Regions from separate parts of the Bombyx mori genome. Here region 1 is linked to region 2. The links are chromatin contacts, called in public Hi-C maps. All regions are on one chromosome and are shown on one strand. The core of a region is the stretch at or near the end of the contact, and the rest is flanking DNA. Distances in the headings are between cores, read along the strand shown. Region 1 overlaps LOC101739746 (tyrosine-protein kinase CSK). Region 2 holds the start of LOC101742406 (ADAM 17-like protease).

Region 1 (6,863 bases), core at 326-2,825, 48 kb after region 2:
GATTCTTCTTTTTTTATTGTTAAGTTGTATAGACAAGCGTATCGCTCACCTGGTGTTAAGTAGTGGCCGGAGCCCATTGACATCAAACGTAACGTAAATTTAGCCACCCGTGCGGGGCCCACAAAACGTCCTGCCGCTATTAATTACGCAAATACGAAGTTTATTACGTGATGTTTTATTCATTACCGTGGAAGACCTTCGTGAACATTTGTTATGTACGTATTTCATCAGAAAAATTCGTCTGCCATCTACGGGATTCTAACGCCGGCAGAATCGCATCGTTTGATACGAATGCGCTGAGCGTCTTATCCTTTAGGCCACGATTACTTCCAAAACACCAAAATTTAATAAAAATGTACTTTTGTTGCAGAAATTCTCAAACAAGTCGGATATGTGGAGTTTTGGAATTTTATTATGGGAAATTTACTCGTTTGGAAGAGTACCTTATCCTAGAATTGTAAGTTATTACTTTATTTTAATGGTGTACACTGTACAATGACCCTACGTGTTTATTAAATGATGTCTTTCTTCAAGGGAACTTTATAAATAGTAGACGGTAGGCAGTGGCTTGAGTGTTCCCCTAATATTGGTGATGTCCACGAGCCACGCTCAGCATAAACCACTAGGTTGACTCATCCTTTCAAAATAATAAAAAAGTATTTATACAGATCATTCTCAATTCAACTGATTAATAAGCTGACGCACGTCTATAATATTTATTTTATGCTCTATTGCTCACGGTGAGCCTTATGTCTGATTAACGTCAGTCGAAATACAGATACTTTTCTTAATATCGACGGATGACGGCTATCTACCTGAGTGGCCTAACTGGTGTAAAGTGGTTAAAGACCCACATACATTAAAATGTGAAAGTCGCCCATATTAAGATGACATGCTATCGAAATCTCAATTATCTCAAAAGTGGTGGAATTTGTAGAAATCAATTAAAGTCGACAGTCAAATAAAAATAATTCAGCTTAAATACAATTTTATTTTTATATTATTATAAACTAGCGACCCGCCCTCGCTTCGCTTCGGAAACATTAAATTTTATTATTGATAGGCGAGTCCCTCCATCTTACGCGCGGTACGACAATAACTGCAGGGGACGCCGCGGGGCGAAGCTAGTCTAAAAAAAGTAGCCGAGGATATAACCTATTAGTGAAAGTCTCATCAAAATCGGTCTAGCCGTTCCAGAGATTAGCCGAAACAAACAGACAGACAAAATTTGTAAAAAATGTTATTTTGGTGTATGTACCGATATATTCATATGCATTTAGTAAAAAGCGGTTATTTCAATATTACAAACAGACACTCTAATTTTATTTATATGTATAGATTTTGTTCTGTGTCGCATATAAATATTTTTTCACGGCAGTTAAATCTTTGTTGTATTTTTTTTTTAAAAAGATTGTAAAATCAGCTTGAATACTTTGTGTGTTGTGCAGCCGCTGGCGGAGGTGGTGCGGCACGTGGAGCGCGGCTACCGCATGGAGGCGCCGGAGGGGTGTCCGCCCGGCCCCTACGAGCTCATGCGCGCCGCCTGGCACGCCGACCCCGCCTCGCGACCCACCTTCCTGCACATGCGCCGCAACCTCGCCGACATACGCGACCACACGCCCGCGCAGGTACGCCCTAGCCTCCCCTACCGATGACTTGCGGCGATATCCTGGGAAACATTGTATGCGGAAGGCGGAGGATCGTTCATTGTAGCAGACTATGGGAGAGGCCTACATCCAGCAGTGAAGAGATACAGGCTGATGATGATGATGATTCGCTGGTAGCCTAAGAGGGTATTCCAGCTACACCCGGACGTGTAGGTGAACTCAGGAGTTCAACCTGAGAGCTTACTAACAGTAGCCCTAGCAGTAGTGCTTAGCAGAATCTACCACAGGGTCGGAATCACGACCCACTGAGAAGATTCGGCGAGAAACTCAGTGGGCTGTGTCTATGGGTTAGTTCGCTTGTCAAACTCATCATAGTAATCGACGAGTTCGACGAGAACGGTGACCGGTGCTTGAGAGGCCTAAAACACCGAGAGTGATTTTTTTTTTATTGCTTTTGTAGACAGGCGAGCGTACGGCCCACCTGATGGTAAGTGATCACCGTCGCTCATGGACGTCAGTAATGCCGGGGGCAAAGCCAAGTCGCTGCCTACCAAATATTATTATATATTATTTTATTATATGGAATCCGGGGATCCGATAAGACGTTTTGGGCGACGTCGGCTTTTCGTTGCCCCGTCGCGGTCGGATAAGGGGTACGCCCTACACTTCCCTAGATCATTCGTGACATCATCCAAGTTTTTTTTTTCTTAGATGTGTGGACGAGCTCACAGCCCACCTGATGTTAAGTGGTTACTGGAGACCATAAACATCTACAACGTAAATGCGCCACCCACCTTGAGATATAAGTTCTCTAAGGTCTCAAGATAGTTACAACGGCTGCACCGCCTTTCAAACCGAAACGCATTACTGCTTCACGGCTGAAATAGGCGGGGTGATGGTACCTAACCGTGCGGACTCACAGGAGGTTCTACCACCAGTGCACCGGCTCCTGCTGGCGACACTGCGCGGAGTAGAACAGTATTTTGTGTACTATTATATTTTACTTCAATAAAATTGTTGGTACTTGATTATTACTGTGGTTAGAATGCTCTTTTTTAATTTGATTAGCTCATCATAAGGGGGTCTTTATCCGATGCCAGGTTATTGTTACCTTCCGGGACACCCTGTATAATATGTTCTATTTATCTTGTTTCAAAAAATATTTCGTTCTGTTTCAGTGAAGGACGCTCAACTTGTGGGGAACGGAACTACTTAAAATATAAAGAAAAATTACCTGTAATTTCTAACACATTGATATTTTTTTCAAATCGTGTTCTACATGTGAAAAATTGTAAGTACTAAATTATTTTACTAAAGCGCCCTGTCTCCTAAGGGGCTTTAGTTAGGGTAATATAATAATAATAATAATGGGTGTGTTCTATGGTTTAAGGATGAATGTTTAAAATAAATGTCAGTTATCTTTAAAGGAGTTTTTTAGTGGTGGTCCTGATTATTGTGCTTTTAAAATATATGATCTACACAGATTTCTAAACTATGCGACATAAAGCGCGCCCTATTGATTTAGTTGAAAACTAATTGTTACAGATAAACATAACAAAATACATAACTATATTCATAGTCGTTACCCGCTAATCTTGTGAGTTCAAAAACGAGGCTATTCCACTAAGAGCTCTAAATCTGTGTATTTAAGGCCTAAAATAACCTATATTAATACTATTTTTTCATGAAAATTCCACCCAATAGTGGCCATAAGGTCGTATCGCTTGTCGGTACTATGGTACTGTCTAGTCAATGTATTGTTTGTAATATTGTTTGTATCATAGTAGCATATAAATTTATAAGGTGACTGAATTACGCAGAAATGGTAAATATTGCACATTACAGCACGAACTTCGTTTATAAGGCTGAGGATGACTCTTGATATGAATTAAAATATAATCAGTGTGTCCTAAAATCCTTTATTTTTTTAATTACCTGGGTTGTGAATAAACAGCTTAAAAGTATGCCCTCGAATTAAAGCATGGATTATTGTATACTCAAAATAACAATGTATTTTTCATACTTAACTCAATTTCAAAATATTTCCTATTTATTTTACATAAAACCTGCTATTTCAATATCTAGAATGATATTTAAATATTGTAATGAATAAAAAATATATTTTCAATTGAGTGTTTGTCAGACATAAATATAATAATAGAACACAAAATCCGTGCATTTTACTAAATATAAAGAATTATGTAATTTTAATTATAATAATATGAGAAATTGGTTTTTGCACGACGTGCTAAAAGATAAGTGCTAGAAGTAAGGTGCATTAGGATACATAAAGCTTAGTGATGGTTGTGTGGTAGTAAAATTCAGGAATATATTGCAAATTACGATATTATATAAAGTGAATTAAATATCGTAGTTTTAAGGTGATTAAAGTTTACTATTTTAAATTTGATTGTTTAACCGATTTTGTATCAAAAAATACAGTGCAAGAGATGATATAGTTTTAAACTGAAGCAACACTTGTGGTAAAGTAATGCAATTCCTGTACGACAGTCTTACTATAAAATTTATCTTGAATCTCACAAAGTTGTGTCAAAGTCCAAATGTAGTGTTAATTAAACTTGTTTTATTATTGTCTTTACTATTTATATGTACATAATTTTTTTTGATTAAATTTTATAATATTGAATTTAACTTTCTTTTACTAGGGCAACACGCATTTTTATGAAAATGAGACTTTGTTTAAAGACTACATTGTTATGGGGGGAAAGTCCGTTCATATTCTTATGCAATACTAGGTATAAGTGTTAAATTGTTTTTACGAAATATTTGTGATGTCGATTGTATTCATATGCTTCAAGATACCAATAGTATTCAGATATGTTATGTCAGTTGATATCTATTCCAATATACTTTTTTTTCCTTTAACTATAGTATATCACTTTGTAAAAAATACCTACAAACAGAATATTTTATCACGAAAATATTTTAAAAAAATCCAAAAGTATAGTTTTGTTAACTCGATGTACCTACTGTAAATACACAAATATTTGTAATAATAAAGAATAAACTGTACTATAACAAAATATAAAATATTCACTAAAATAACAGTTTTTTATTGAATTTTATTCGGTTTCACTATTGCAGTTGCAGCTTTGGGAACTGTCACTAGTCGTATCATATGATTTAGAGGGAGCCCGTCCCTTGTAGCGGCGTTTCGGACACGTCTTTTCGTTTTTAGTTTTCTTAATAGAAGTACTTTTGTTTTTAGGCTTAGTTGGCGTTTGACTTCCGACAGCGGCTTGTTCAGAATATGTTGAGGCCGATCTTTCAGCTATGTCAGACTTGTTACATTCACAAATAACGTTTCTTTTAATAACGGTCAATGAAGAGGGCTCATTAGTTTCATTCTTATGAGTTTTTGCTGCAGGTTTCGAAACTGTCTCATCAATAGACATAGCACTTGCGTCATCACGACAATTACAATTTAATTTTGTTCTTTTGACTCCACAGTTACAAACAATCTCGTAATGACATACATTGTTGGTTAAACTTGGCATTTCCACTTGAACTGCTGCACTGCCTTTGCTTAATCCACTTGGAAACCAATTGTATTGACGTATCGACGGATAAAAATAATGTAAATCAGTCGTTGACGTCCAACGATCATTGTGAAACTGCAAACAATGGAGTACACAGACGAGATATCGGTATATTCTATAATTGAATCGATTCGAATATGTTTAATTAATATAATATTTCACATTTCTCACCTTTAAATCAAATGGTTGGACGGGTTGACTATCCGATATAATATTGTATCGATTAAAAATAACGCCTTCTGGCGAATTAGGATATGGTTGGATATGAAATCTAAACAAAAAAATATATTATTAATGTGTTAATAAATACTATACTTACAATTGATTGGCAATAGGGCATATTGTTTTTTTTGTGTGATTACTGGTGGCCCTGAGGCCTTTCCAGTTTCACCAGGGTAGGTGAGCGAGCTAAATGCTCAGCCAGGAGGGGTGGAATTTACTAACAACTGCCCGAGCGCCTCCGAAGGAGACCTAACAACTCCAAAGCAGCTGCTTCGCGAAATAATCTACAACCGGATCAGAATCGCGACCCGCTGAGAAGATCTGGCAAGAAACTCAGCGGGCTAATAAATGGCTTAGGTTGCACGTCGAACTCATTCTCGAGTTCCACGAGTAGTTACCGGGGTCCCAAGCCTGCTCCTAGTGTTAGAGCTGAAGGCGTCTAATGCAAAGGTTAGGGCGAATTGTGAGCCCACTCACCTGTGCGTACCACCATGCACCATACGTGTATGGCCAAACAGCTACGTGTTGTTCATTTGAAGGATGTGACAGAGAAACTGAAATGCAACCGAGACTGACTTCATGTCTCAAGACAGATAGTGGAAGTAAGTCAGAAGTAGTCGTGCTATCATCTACGGCCTCCAGTAATCATGTTTTTTTTTTTACTTCTTCGTAATTAAATAATAATACGGCCCTCCGAAACGGCATTAAACGTTTTTTGTTGCATTAGATAATTGAACGAACTCACCACCCACCAATTAGTAATTTTTTATAATTATTATACTAATTGGATACTTAGTATGATGGTACCTACTCATCCGAGCTCACAATACGCCCGTCCATTACTACAATCGTCTGCCTATCGAAAGCAATGACAAAAACGTAAATACCAAAATTAATTGACTTACGGATCCCCAATACTGCGTACGAACCACAGGGGTTTATTTGCATTCCAATAAGGTAACCCATAAGGTGCGTTGGTTGGACAGTGTATACCGTGGGTGACTGGTGTGAAGAAATACTGAAGAACACCCCCTGAAGACACTATGGCAACGACATCGCCTTCCCCTATTATATTATCTAAAAAAAGCAGCATGAATAAATTTGAAGATACAAAATAGTTTTTGAATCTTTCTCTTTTTAGTATTATACCGTGAGCCGGGGAATAAAGCCATTACATGTATAAATATTGTTTGGTCAGGCTGTCAGCAGACTACAACAATAGCATAGTCAATATTATTTGGTAATCTTAGATTGGTCAAGCTGGAAAATAAAGTTATATGTACTACGAATGCTGAGTATAGGAAGGCCAGATTCGCATAGCCGAATTTTTCATTTTTTTTATCTAAAAACACACAATTATTTTTATCTTACGTGGCAAGTTTGAGCTAGGCGGTGCGAAATGTGGCGCATTACACGGCATCAATGGTTGAAACTGCATTTTATTGTTACTTTGTACTGAAGCATTTGTATTTAT
Region 2 (7,335 bases), core at 3,523-6,022:
AGCTTAAAAGTTTAAGGTCATACCGTACTTATTTCCATTAAAATTAAAATTATATGTTTTGAATAGGTCATAGAAATTTGTTTATTCTCTAACTGAAGTACACTTTTCAATCTATGGTTACATGCATTATGCCAATAAATAAAGCAGAACCTCAAATATTTTCCTCTGCCACTTATAGTATATAATCTTTATAGATCTGGATCGGTTGTAGAATTCTTAGACATCACTATGAGATGCTAGGCTGACCTTGTTAAGACTGACTTTATTGTAATTTTTTGGAATGCATGGACTGTGATATCTCTACTAATGCAAGAATCAAAATATATATAAATAAAATGAAACACGCAATAAATATATGTAATAATTAAAATAACAAAAAGCAATGCAAAATAAAAGGACACTCACATAAAGCACACCGTAAACTGAAAATAAAACAAAATAATTAGTTCATAATATCCTTCTTTACGGTGTCATCTAATTAATTGATCAGTCATTTATGGCTGATCAATTAATTAAGTGAAGTAACTAACTAAAGTACTACACAATTGAATAATATACCGAATTCATGTATCAAGAAAATAATAAATAATCAAAATAATTTAAAAAAAACACAATAAAACATGCAATTTATATAACAAACTAAAGAAATGTAAAGGTGATTTTTTTTTAAAACAAGAAAATGCTATGCCATATATTAAATTCATTAAATCAAGAAAATCTTTCACCAAGACACTGAACATTAAAGGTTGACACAAAACTATTGATGTACAAAAAACTTTTTGGACTGATACCTTTTCCATGAAATAAATATATAGGTATTATTTTTTTATTTACCTGGGGTGCATATACCACCGACTGAATTTCTACGCGGCGAACCGACATAGGCTAAACCTAAGATGCCGCCTTCGAATTTAAGGTCAGTAAATAAGTGAGCCAAACAGAAGTCTTTGTGTGAATATTCTCGACTGAACACCTACAAATAAAGAACTAAATTAATGTTTTTTTTTTTGCCTATATGCGTGGACGAACTCACAGCCCACCTGGTGTTAAGTGGTTACAGGAACTCATAGACATCTACAACGTAAATGCGCCATACACCTTGAGATATAAGTTTTAAGGTCTCCATATAGTTACAACGGCTGCCCCACCCTTCAAACCGAAACGCATTACTGCTTCACGGCAGAAATAGGCGGGGCGGTGGTACCTACCCGTGCGGGCTCACAAGAGGTCCTACCACCAGTAATTACGCAAATTATAATTTTGCGGGTTTGATTTTTATTACACGATGTTATTCCTTCACTGTGGAAGTCAATCGTGAACAATTGTTAAGTACGTATTTCATTAGAAAAATTGGTACCCGCCTGCGGGATTCGAACACCGTTGCATCGCTATATACGAATGCACCGGACGTCTTGTCCTTTAGGCCACGACGACTTCAAAATGTAATGCCTTTTGAAAACAACCACATGTTGGTAATATCAGAAAATATATTTCTAAAATGTAGCTTTAAATCATTTATCTTGAAAAAATCATTTATAAAATGGAATGAGAATCCTGAGATAAAATGTGAAGTAATTAATTTAAAAATTTAATTAATATAACGTGAATGACACTTTACCTCAAGCAAATTCCGAACATCCCATTTCTCACGCACCATATTATAATGAGCCTCTCCTCCTCGGACTCGTGTAGGTTCAGAATGTACCAATATCTTTTTAATTACAAACCCCATGCCTTTAAATCCATCCATATCCTAAAGACAATAAATTTGAAAATGTTGTGTTGAAATAAGTTGAGATTTGATGAGGAACAAAAACAGCATCAATTGAAAACTTACCTGCCTATCCTGCCACAGAGTATCATTATAAATTTTATGCACACGATCAATTAGACTTATCTGTAAAATATAAACTTGCATTGAGTAATTTACTAAAATTTTCTATCTAAAATTACACGTTTCATTTAGTATGTTACCAAATAACTAATGGTAGTTTTGGTGTTGCTAGCTCCCATTTCTTGAAAGAATCTATAGTCAGCCACAAGTAATAGGGGACATCTTGTTTTTGTTGGTGTATATTCATAATCACTCTGTCTCTTAGTCCTCTTTTTAGGACCATCATTACTTGTGTCAGCTTCATTAGCTGGATGGTATGAGTTTGTTTGGTCCAAATACTTTTCTTTTTCAAGCTGTTCATGCTTCAATTCGATATCATATTCTTCTTGTACATCATCACTGTCGTCTTCCAATTCTGAATAAAATAAAATATTATAATTTTTATTTATTCTGTAGAGCAGCCAACATATCAATAGTGTAACTGGTGTCGACTAAGACATAAAAGTATCATGGAAGTAATAAAAAAGCCTTGACATGGATCTACCTATTAATTTTAAACTAAAGGTTAAATTTACAATTACATTGGAAATATAACTGATCAAACTTCAAAGGAATTTACCATCACTTTATGTCACAAACAGACAGAATAGTTGTGTTCAATAATATAAGCTAGTAACATTTCAAAATACTAGTATTCAGTTAAAATTAGATGGATAGGTTCTTTTTTATAGTGAAAAAATTGTTGTGATTGGATTTTAGGAAAAAAACAGGCAACTCTATGGCGTAGAAGTAATTTCTTTATATGAGAGTATACATAGACTTTACTTTGCAAGAAATGATCACGTGATAAAACTAACAATGACTACAATTTTTTTACCTTTTCCCTCTTTAACATAACCACAAACCCGTGGTTTGTTGGGAATTGCATCACCAGCCCAACTGTACCGAATATCAGAAGAACGATAAGTGATCATGCTCTTCCCATCTAAATCAGGCAGATGTCGCCAGGACGGCTAAAATTAAAAAGTTTAACATGAAATAAGCCATTATATTGAAAGGTTATTTACTGAAAATTCTTATGCAATCTCTAAACTTAAGACACTTAAGTTATGTAGTAGTAAGTATATGTACGGTAGGCAGCGGCTTGGCTCTGCCCCTGGCATTGCTGAAGTCCATGGGCGACGGTAACCACTCACCATCAAGTGGGCCGTATGTTCGTCTTACGACAAGGGCAATAAAAAATATATATAGTTGTAGGATTTAATTATTTAATTATTACTAACATTTCTAATTATTGTAAAACATTTCTGAACGAGTGAAAGATTCTGAACGCATGATGTGTGAAAGGGACGGATGTAGCTCTAGTTCGCTCTCTCGCACGACGCCGCCATTAGGAGTAAGACGTGTTCAAAGTGCTCTCTAAGAATTAAATAAAAAGTATTGTGAAACCCTAGAAAAGAGTGATTTCATTTAGACCCACACCCACATAGATATCTGATTTTTAGAGATATTTACCTCCACATGATATGTTTCATCAGGTGTATGTATGATTCCTGTCATTACACCATCTTCCATATGTAACTTAACATCTGATTTTGTTTCTCCAAATACTCTGCCAGTGAAGAAATTCTCACGATCTTAAAACAATTTTTTTGTTGTTAATAACTCATTATTAGTACTGAAGTAAATATTATAAGTCTTTTCTGCCATATCAAATATTCTTCAACAAAAATTTACTGTGATGGCAATAAGACCTACATTCATCATTATATGTTCAAAAGAAAATGTAGTGTGAACAGTATATCTATTTGTATGTTTATTATAATTATGTACTAGTAGGCAGCGGCTTGGCTCTGCCCTTGGCATTGCTGAAGTCCATGGGCGACGGTAACCACTCACCATCAGGTGGGCCGTATGCTCGTCTACCTACAAAGGCAATAAAAAAAAAATTATGTATACTTTAGTATGCTTACAAGGAAAAATCTTATTATATATTACAAAATTCTAAATTATATATTCAAAATATGATAAAATGATGTCACCAAAAAAATCACTAATTAAATGTATTTTCATTTGACTCTTGACTTACTTTGCATATGTTCATTTGCAAGTAGTATGTTATTAAATTAATAGTAATGAAATGTAACTTCATCATCATCATCATTTCAACCTGTCTACTGTCCACTGCTTCACATAGGTCTCTCCAATGCAGCTACTAACTTATAATTGTTTGAAACATGCACTTACCAACATGCACAGTAGTCTCTTTACCATCAGCATCAACAGAGTAGGCTTTAAAATTGGAATGCAAAACAGAACTCTGAGGGTGTAATATCAATCGAAAGTCTTTTCCCAAGGTCTTGAAGCGAACCTCCTTTATCGTATTATAGGGATGATTAGAAAGTTTTGCACCACGCTTGACAATACTATGGGACAAACTCGACGCGTGTATTGTCTCAAAATATTTCAAATTATGGTGTATAGAACCTTAAAAAAAATCAGAAATTAGTAACGTAAATGTTTATAAATTTTACGAAATTTCAACAATACTCACAATGTCCTAAAACAAACAAAATTGTTAATACAGGTAGTACGAATATCTTCATTGTTTTGTCGTATATTTTAAAGTTCTTTAAACATATGTCTGTAACAAAATAATAATGTATTTTTAATATAAAACTTCTCAATATTTGTATTATATCAATCACTGTAAAATATGTAAATAATTTTACTATTACTTTTATAATTTGTGATCTTAACTTAAATAGGTACCTATCGACTTACTTGGTAGATATAACCACAATATTTGTACAAATATTTTTTTATTCTTGAATTCAAAGTTTATTCTATTTTGTTTTCTTTTTTGAAGATTTTAAAGCATTTCACATTTTTTTAAGGAATTTTATGACTAGGTAACTAAGACCTTTAGGTCAAGTGTTACTTTAATTTTAATGAAAACCTTTTTATATGAAAAATCATATTAGGGGTTAAAGTATGAAAATGCCGATTTGTAGTTTGTACTGAAAAATTGAAATTCGTTCTTTTTTTTCATTTAACATTTATTGAATCAAAATATCAACTATTATTATCTATACATTGCTGCAATCTAGTAGGAAGGTCATTTATACCTTTGCGATAGAACTCTGGTGATCTAGGCCGTTTTCCAATTACAGCACAAGAGCGCATTATGCGGCATAATGCTCAACTAAGCTTCAGCATAATTCGGCATTCTGCGTCACTGAGTCGCATTATGCTCTGTAATTGGAAAACTACCATTAGGTAATGGTTAATTGAGCATTATGCCGCATAATGCGCTCTTGTGCTGTAATTGGAAAACGGCCCATGATTCTACAAACTGTGTGAAAGCATTTTGTACTGCCGCCTGGGAAGAAAACTTTTTAGTACGTAGAAAATTGTCCAAAACACGAAAACAAATGGTAGGTCTGGCGAATGGTTTCTAATTGCAGTTCCTGTAGAGCTAAAACGGTTTCTCGTGCTGTATGAGATCTCGCGTTATCATGGAACAATAATGGTGAAGATCGATTCATGAGTCGGGGCTATTTCACTGCAAGTTTTGCAATCAAGTTTTTGCAAGTTTTTGCCACGCACCATCCGGCTATGGAATGAGCTCCCCTCCAGGATGTTTCCCGAGCGCTATGACATGTCCTTCTTCAAAAGAGGCTTGTGGAGAGTTAGTTAAGCGGTAAGCAGCGGCTTGGCTCTGCCCCTGGCATTGCTGAAGTCCATGGGCGACGGTAACCACTTACCATCAAGTGGGCCGTATGCTCGTCTGCCTACAAGGGCAATAAAAAAAAAACATTGTTTGAAGTTCGGCACAGTAGACATCTGCAGTTATTGCTTAATCAAATCGGAGAAAGCTATGGTGAATAACACCATGCTGAAACCACCAAACAGTTACCGTTACCTTTTTATTGGTAAGCTTTGCTTTAGGACACTGTTGCGGTGTTTGATCTGGGGTCAGCCCAGGGCCGGACTTAAACTTAATGCCGCTCCCTGGGCACCGGAAAAAAATCCGCCCCAATACTGGAATTTTACCTAAATTTATAGGTTATATATTTTATTTTTCTAAATTAAGGTAACTAATTTATTACAGAAACTTTATCTTATGTTATATATTTCAAAAACATAAATAAATATTTGTTTTTTTGTAACAATTATAAATTTTGCACTAAGGGTGACTCATAATGATATTACATAAAAAAAACTAATTAAATTTCTTTAATTCCAGAAAACGGAAAAATCGATTATTATTTGAAATGTTCAAGGAAATAAATTGATTAAATCATTTTGATTATTATTTTTTACCAAAAGTGCCAGAATTATAATTCACAAATAATGGATGAATTGAATTTGTTGAATTATCAATTAAATAGAAAATTATTAATCAGTAGAATTAATTAATTATATTGAGCAATCTTGATAAGACTAAAAAAAATTTTGATATCTCTTTCAATTCAATGTCATTTACGTGGTTTGTTCTTCAACTCAAAATTTCCATTATGAAAAAATCGCACGGTGCGTTCATTAGCAGTCACCTCTCCAAACGCAACATTGATATTGCAGCGTTAGTTCCGTGTTGGAATGACTGGAATTGAATTTTCGAAGTATCCATCTTTCCTAGCTTTCTTAGTTTCTAAGCTAAATAAAAAAGACAACTGAAAGTCAATAATCGAATGTTGCACATTTTTTAAAAGAAGAAAGAACCTCGTACCATTTGAAAAAAAATTCAGTCAAAAATCTCAAACCATGAAACGAAATGAAAGTTTCACCAGGACAGGTGGGGCAGCAAAGGCTCAGCCAGGAGAGGTGGGATTTGCTAACAGCTGCCTCCGAAGGAGACCTAACAACTTCAGAGTAGCTGCTTTTCGAATGAATCTACTACCGGATGAGAATCGCGACCCGCCCCCTGATCACGTAAAAATTTGCGACAGCCACAATTTTGCAGATGTTGTGCAGACGCGTCGCGACCGATCGCAAAACGTCAAATTATTTCGTATCACGTACCGCGATTGTTCGCTTACCGCTTACTGCAGTTTTCTGTCATACAACTAGCGCCAGTCGCAATCGGGTAGCAATAATTGGCACTAAAAAGCCACATTACTTTTTTTTTTTTGCTGAACAAACCGGCAAATGAATTTATAAAAGCGCGTTACATATAAACATTTCAAAATGTTTAAGTGGAATTCACGTTTGAAACACCAAGTGAGAACTGCTAATTCTGTTCTTTTCGATGAAGCGTTACTAAAAATAAGTGATCTAATAATAATTTTTGCTTTATTTTGAATAATAGCTATAAAAATGTAATTGTGTCATGTCAAACACTGATAACATTTTTTTTTGTAATCGTTTGATAATTTGTAATCAGATAGTTGTTTACGTTACGAACCTATTTTAAAAAAGAATGGATCAAAATTATAGCCTAATTTATTAATTTCATTAACAATTAAGTAAGTACATAAGCTCACAACCCATCTAGTGTT

Evidence for each region. Hi-C and Micro-C count contacts between places; a contact is called where the count stands out from the background.
Region 1: a Hi-C map of midgut shows a contact between it and region 2, with 1.8 times the contacts expected there. The contact joins the enhancer-like site here to the promoter of LOC101742406 in region 2. A contact is called at or near these places in 4 of 7 Hi-C or Micro-C datasets (midgut, posterior silk gland and whole pupa).

What each region holds. Positions count from the first base shown.
Region 1 is chr21:9,193,741-9,200,603 of ASM3026992v2, forward strand. It overlaps LOC101739746 (tyrosine-protein kinase CSK), which reads left to right. Exons shown (of 17, transcript XM_062674724.1): 15 at 371-457; 16 at 1,449-1,628; 17 at 2,786-4,673. The coding sequence ends at 2,788. LOC101739884 (DET1 homolog) reads right to left here. Exons shown (of 9, transcript XM_062674729.1): 5 at 6,761-6,863; 6 at 6,295-6,466; 7 at 5,867-5,943; 8 at 5,339-5,438; 9 at 4,661-5,242. Among protein-coding and RNA genes, the nearest start is that of LOC101739884, 9.1 kb to the right of the region's middle. Within about 2 kb of position 1,576, at least 3 of the 8 cell types and tissues checked have open chromatin away from gene starts, as enhancers often do.
Region 2 is chr21:9,142,996-9,150,330 of ASM3026992v2, forward strand. LOC101742406 (ADAM 17-like protease) reads right to left here and starts at 4,773. Exons shown (of 18, transcript XM_012693339.4): 1 at 4,619-4,773; 2 at 4,389-4,478; 3 at 4,082-4,321; 4 at 3,350-3,471; 5 at 2,712-2,847; 6 at 1,975-2,249; 7 at 1,838-1,897; 8 at 1,619-1,753; 9 at 835-973. The coding sequence starts at 4,440. It overlaps LOC134200863 (a long non-coding RNA gene), which reads left to right and starts at 6,330. Exons shown (of 2, transcript XR_009975954.1): 1 at 6,330-7,335.